2 separate regions of the Capsicum annuum genome follow, and region 2 is linked to region 1. A link is a contact called in public Hi-C data. All regions are on one chromosome and are shown on one strand. Each heading gives the region's core, a stretch centred on a gene start, on an enhancer-like site or on the middle of the called end of the contact. The rest is flanking DNA. Distances are from core to core; before and after follow the strand shown.

Evidence for each region. Hi-C and Micro-C count contacts between places; a contact is called where the count stands out from the background.
Region 2: a Hi-C map of leaf shows a contact between it and region 1, with 2.1 times the contacts expected there. The contact joins the enhancer-like site here to the promoter of LOC107838892 in region 1. A contact is called at or near these places in 3 of 5 Hi-C or Micro-C datasets (leaf and placenta).

The regions. Positions count from the first base shown.
Region 1 is chr8:109,816,285-109,819,703 of UCD10Xv1.1, reverse strand. It overlaps LOC107838892 (homeobox protein ATH1), which reads left to right and starts at 1,611. Exons shown (of 6, transcript XM_047395796.1): 1 at 1,611-2,364; 2 at 2,923-3,032.
Region 2 is chr8:110,046,130-110,049,548 of UCD10Xv1.1, reverse strand. No RefSeq gene overlaps it. Among protein-coding and RNA genes, the nearest start is that of LOC124886801, 33 kb to the right of the region's middle. Within about 2 kb of position 1,693, at least 5 of the 5 cell types and tissues checked have an H3K27ac peak or open chromatin away from gene starts, as enhancers often do. A contact at or near this core is called in leaf, where this site is marked.

The DNA.
Region 1 (3,419 bases), core at 362-2,861:
AATTTTTTAATATAATCCTTTCACATGGTTCGAACAATCTCATCATGTCGAGCATAATTTTTATTTTTTTAACCAAATTTTAATTAATGACATATTTTTTACAAAATATAAACTTATGCATCAAACCTTATATTTTAAAAAGTTGAAATCATGATATAAAATCTGAAATCATAATTTTGTGAACATTTGAGATTTCATCTTGCATGTCACTGAAACATGAGATGAAATAGCATGTTCAAAACACAAGCTAATAATCAATCTCCATAAATTAAAAAGTACTTATCAACTAGTTTGATTAGCTATATTCCCTTACGATGCAAACTAAACGGTTCAAGAATAGAACTTCTTAAACAATAGGGTAAAAAGCACAAGGGGCGCTTGACCGTGATTTTTTTTTTTTGAGTTGAATTACAAAATATGTGTTTGAATATAAAATTTTTAAAAATATTGACTATAAAATTTTTAAAAATTTTGAAATTCAACTCAAGTAAAATTTATTTTCACTTTTTTATTTTAATTTATTCACAAAAATATAAAAAGAACTCCAATTTATATTTATTATCAAACACAACTCCAACTCCAATTAGATTTTCATGGCCAAGCACATACATAATGTTTATACTACTAAGGGGTCGTTTGGTAGAGTGTATAAGAATAATGCAGAATATAATGTATTAATAATATTTGCATTAATAATTTTTGTATTAGTTATACTTGTATTAGTTATGCTGATATTTTTTCTTATACATTGTTTGATTTAATGTATTAGAAATAATATATCTTACACAATTTCTATAAAAGAAATGTTTGTTTACAAAATTACCCTTCTTTGACTTTGTACACTATTTTTGCAACAATGTTTTTTTGTTATCTCAAATATAATTAATATTGTTGAACTAGTATATAAAGGTTCAGGATTAATTGCAAGACTTTCGTCTTTGCGCATGAAATGTTATGCTGACGGATTAACATGATTGAAAAAAAATACAAGATGTAAAATTAAGAAGTAGTCTCAAGAATATTTTTAAATCTTTTTAAAGATCCTCGAAACAAAGCAAAAATATGTTAGAGTTATTTAAACCAACTATTCATTGTTGTAATTAAAATGGTGAAAAATGAATTGTGAAATGTTTTGAGAAAATTTATTTTTGCAAATTAAAATGGTGGAAAAAAAATTATTAAATATTTTGAGAGGAAAATTAAAGGATATTAAGGTCATTCAAAAAGTTAATACATGTGTTTAAAATCTTTATATTACTAATACATAGGAAATAATGTATATTACTAATACACACCTCAATACACAATAGAGTGTATAACTAGTGTTTGCATTAGTTATACATAGACAAAAAGATGTACCAAACAAGATATTATTAATACATAATAATTAATGCATGCATTATACATAGATAAAAAAATGTACCAAATAAGATATTATTAATACATAATAATTAATGCATGCATTATATTTTTTGATACATTCTATCAAACGACACTTAATTTAGTGGTCTACATAAATAAATAAATACAGAGAGTGAGTTGAATAGGACCCAACATTTCAACTGTAGATCCGTCACTGCTAGAAAAGTATATGTGATATGCTATGCTGTGCATGAAATGTGAATGGTTTTCGTTTGTGTGGCTCTTCTCTCCCTATATTTTCATAATGGGTCCATAAATCCTTGTAATTATTCATCTCCCAGCTGCTCTCTGCAAAACCAAGAAGCCCATTTTTTTTGGCTTTTAACACACCTCTGGCACACACAAAAGTCACAACCACACACTCTCTCTCTCCTCTTGGGATTATTAATGAAAATGAATGTCCTTTGGATAATGACCCCCAAAACAGACCATCCTTTTTTTTAAAAAAAATTAAATAATGTATGACTCACATGAGCTATAAGATGATGATTCTTCATGGGGTCTGAGGGATTCTGACTTTTCTTGGGTGTTGGGTTCTGAGTAAAAATCTTGCTTTTCTTCCTCATGCAAGCAAAACATCTTACTTTTTGCATTTTTTTACTCTTGTAGTTTTAGAGGGTGGGTTTGTGGGGTTGAAATAGTGTACTAGTCTTACCATATATTCTTTTTTTTTTTTTTTAACCTTTCTTCTTTATTGTCAAAGGTGGAAAAAAAGGTCCTCTTTCACGACTTTTTGCTGAACATTGTTTGGGGTGAAAGGGGAAAAACCAATGATTTGTTTTGGGTTTTTCTCCATTTTTGGATTTGGATTTCTGTGAGAAGTTAATATATATGTCGGGAACAAATAATAAGGGATCCATCTTTTGGTATGAGACAGACAATCTTGGAATGCCATTTTAATAGGAATTGAAGCTGCTGTTTTTGGAAATTTATCACAACTTGGTTATCTTCTTCTCCAGTACTAATTCTTAGAATTACTTTCTACTAATAATGTTTGCAATCTTTCAAGTATTTGTATTTTGGATGTGTTTTAAGATCAATTATAAGGTGAGAAACACTTTTTTCCCTTTCATGTTCCTGGCTTTTCTATCCTTAAGTTCCATGTAAGCCATCTTTTGGTTTCATTCTTGGTTTATCATTCTCTACTACTTGACGTGTGCCATATTTTTTTCTCTTAAAGTAACGGAGAGAAACTTTGATAGTTGTTGTTTTGACATGATAATTTTTTTCACTTAAGCAGCCCTCTACACACTGACTAGGAAATGGTTTTGTCAGATGTTTGTTTCATACTCCTATTTTCATCTTGCTTGATCAAGAAAGTAAGAATTTGGCAAATTAACCCTTCCCATTTGGAGATTTGAGAACTTTGATGGCAGTTCATGGGAATTATTGTTGAACTCAAGTGGCGGATTCATAATTTAATGGATGTGGGTTCTGAGTTAGGAGAGTCAGTTATGAAATTATATGTATGTCTAATTTCTTCCTATATTTGTTTTTCAGACATCAAAGAGCAGATTGTTTGCTTTCCATATTTCTGCTATTATTTAAGAACAATTCTGGCTGAGGGTCTTATCTGAAACAGTTTCTCTGCCTCTCAAGGTATGGGTAAGGTGTGTGTACACTTCCCTCCCACTTGCTGTTGTTCTTGTTTTCAAAAACAGTTGTGGTTCTGATACAATATTGGAAGCACATGAACTTTTTAATATAATGCTGCTATTTGTTCTTATAGCATTGACAACCCATCAATATAAAGAGACGAAATAAGTTGGATGCTCATTTCAGTTCCTAGCGTCTCTGAATTAAAGCATTTTTATTGAGTCAACTATTTGGATGTAAATGATTGCGGCCCATCATATTTACGTACGAAAAAAAAAGGGTGGGTTGGGGTGTGGAGAAGGGAAAGGGAAAGGTTAATTTGGGCTTGATGTGCATGATGAAAGTAAAGCCCTTAAGTTGAACAATTTCAAATGCCATCTCAGTAAACTTTTAATTTTGTT
Region 2 (3,419 bases), core at 444-2,943, 230 kb before region 1:
AAAAGATCATCATAAAAATTATAACACACAGTATATTTAAAATTAAATATTATATTTTTGTTAAATTTAATTTTTCTGTCTCAATTTTTATTTTTTTTTGACTTGATGAATTTATTGTCTAGACGAGTATTGCACCCGTGGGATTGTTCACTTGTGTTAAATCCGGTAAAAAAACGAGTGTCGACCGTACAAAGCCTATCTACAAAGGAAGTAGATAAGAATGGTAATTGCACCAGTAAAATTCGTCAAAGATCTCCCCATCAGATCTTCTCTGCTAAAAACTCCAATTTTGCTTGCATCATCAATATTTCATTTTCCCCCTCTTTTCCCCCTCTCCCTTTCATTAAAAATATTGTCATGCTTTTATTTTAGTTACTTCAAAAATAAATGTCACTTTATCATATTAGAAAAGATCAACTTTAAATTTTTTTATTTTTATTAACATAATTTATAATTAATATAAACATTTAAAATGATTATTTTAAATTTTAAATTTTAAATTTTAAAAGTGTTATTATGTTAAATCAAATGATACTAAATAAATAAGACATAGAGAATACTTGATATTTCAAACATACGACTTGTTTGGATGTGATATAAATTTATTTTATGTAAAGTTGAAGTTTTGTTTAATTATATAATATTAAGTTTTTATGTTGTATTGTTTTCAAAAATATAAAAATCTTATAAATTATGAAACTTATTAATTTTTTTCTCAAATTCTTATATAATATTATTAAATGAGCAAGTAATAATCCATAAATATGAATATATAATATCTTAAAATACTGCATTGATAAATTGTATATTTCCATAACATTTTTATAAAAAAATATTTGTGATAAAAAGTAAATACACATAATTTTATAAAAAATTTATTAATCAATAATAATAGTGACTAATTATTTTTTGCTATAACTTTTTCACATGGTATGAATCTCATCACAGCAAGCAAGATGTTTTGTTTTCAAAGATTAAAAAAATAATTGTTTTACATATATAAATTTATGGTCAAATTTTATAGGTAAAAAAATTGAAATCATGATTTGGAGATTCAAATTAAAGTTTGTTAAGAATTTGATATGAACTCCTGATTTCAAATTTAATTTCAAATCACATGTTCAAACATTAATTGAAAATTATAGAATAAAATTACATCTCCAAACATCAATTTATTCTTAGAATGTATGATTTTCTGTGAATAAATTTTAAAATTTTAAAATAAAAAATGGAGAAATTTCATCGATTTTCGACACCTTTTAATAATCATAAAAAGACAAACTACTGCTACTAAAAAGTATACAGCTTGTGCAACAGTAGTACCCCATATTACTTCATGTTGCATCATCATCATTCACATTTATTTGCCTTAACAATTTAGTTGTTTGAATCAAGCAACGAAAGCATATTTTTTCTCTTGCTCACTTTGCTGTCTTTTCTCATCAACGTTGCTTTTCAAATTAGATAAAAAAGAGTAAAAAAACAGAGGGGCTTTTGACGTGTGTAGAAAAAAAATTTCTCGACAAGAAAAAATACTGCAATGAATAGAAGTTCTAACAGAATTAAGGGAATCCAGATATGTCAGTTCTGATATTATTGCAAAAAGGGCAGAGAGAGGGTAGGGAGCGGATGGGGTGAACAATAAAAGAGGGATAATGAAGGGGGCCTGTGAAAAGGAATGGGCCCTCTGATTAGTAAAGGCTGCAACAGGAAATGAATGGAACTGCACTTCCGCCTACCATCAACTAGTAGGAGTGGTGTGGTCTAATAACCATCTCCTTCACTTTTGGTTCGTATATAGCTCACTCCATCTTTATTTATCTATTTTTTTTACTGAAACAAGAATTAAAAAGTAATGAATAGTAAGAATAATTTTATAATATTATTTTTTAAATATAATAAATTTAATATTTTAAAAAATATATTAAATAATAAGTCATATTTAATGTTAAGCATAAAATAGATAAAATAGATAAGATTTAAATTATCTATAATTTTTTTTAAATTATAAATATAATTCACTTAGATATCTCAACACAATCTTATACTTATTGAATACCACTATCACTTTGAGTTTAAACTACTTAAATATATTTTGATGGTATGACTTAATGAGTGTACAACACCTGCAATAGATGTGTCAGGAGTTTTTTTTTTTTTTTTTGTCAAATTCCTTTTTTTTCTTTGTTTTCGTCATTGTATTCTTGTTCCAAATTCACCACCACCTTCCATTATATTTTCTTGCCGAAAAAATGAAGTCCATCACCCAAATTATACTTCCTCTCTTTCTCTCTCTGTTTTTCTCTTCCTCTTGCAACCCCCACCCCTGCCTCCACCTTCTCTTCTTCCCAACAAAATAAATTCGAATAGAAAAAAATAAAGAGCAGATCTAAAATAAAAGAAAAAGAACAAATTCTGAAAAAGAAAAAAACATTAATTTAAAGTGAAATGAAGAAAAAACACATAAAAGAAAAAAAAAGAAATATGATGTATTCAAGGGAAATGTTATGTCTACGCGTTCTTCCTCATTTCACTTTTCAAATTCAATTAATTTCTTAATTATTAGATAAAATTGATTTTTTTTTTATTGTAATGATTTGTCAATTTTTATGTTAAAAGATGATGTTTTTCTTGAATTTTTTCAACGGATTTTGCATTGGTTTTTGTTTTGAAGTTTTATGTCATTAATAAGCTTGAAATGGAGATGATAGCTTTTGACATGGTAGATGAAGGTGAAGGCGTTCGGAGGGGGTGACAGTGAAGGCTGATTAGAGTTAGGATTTCAGTAATTTATTATTTTTTTTATCTTTTACTCATAATTTTTTTTTTTAAATTTCATATCCGAAGTTGCGATCAGATTTATTCATTAAAACAAAATTGATTCAATACATTTCTTATGTACCCGTAGATACTATATTGGATTTGAATCATATTGTGGATTGATCTATATTGAGTGGCTCCCTCTAACCCCTAAAATCGTTAATTTTTTTGAAATTATATGTCACATGCACTAATATAATTGATTACTTTACCACGTCGTCGCAAGTGTACTACACTCATTTTATATTTTGATTGATTAATAAAAAATATCTAATAGGGACATATTTTGAGTGGTTTAAGTGCTTAATAGGTACAAAGATTAGTTGAGGGGTTTAAGTGAAATCTCGAAACAAGTTTAAGGGTCTGTTAGTGACTTAAGTAAATAGATAATTATTCACTAATTTTATAAATTGGATAAGTATTTTTGAACATCTCAAAATAAAAAAGTGGACATGTAAAAATAGACGAAGGGAGTAGTAGTTTGCTCAAATTCATTTGATGTTACACATTTTTAGTTTAGTAGCCGTTTGACCATGAATTTTTTTTTTTGGAGTTGGAGTTGGAGTTGAAGATGAAGTTGGAGTTGGAGTTGTGCTTGA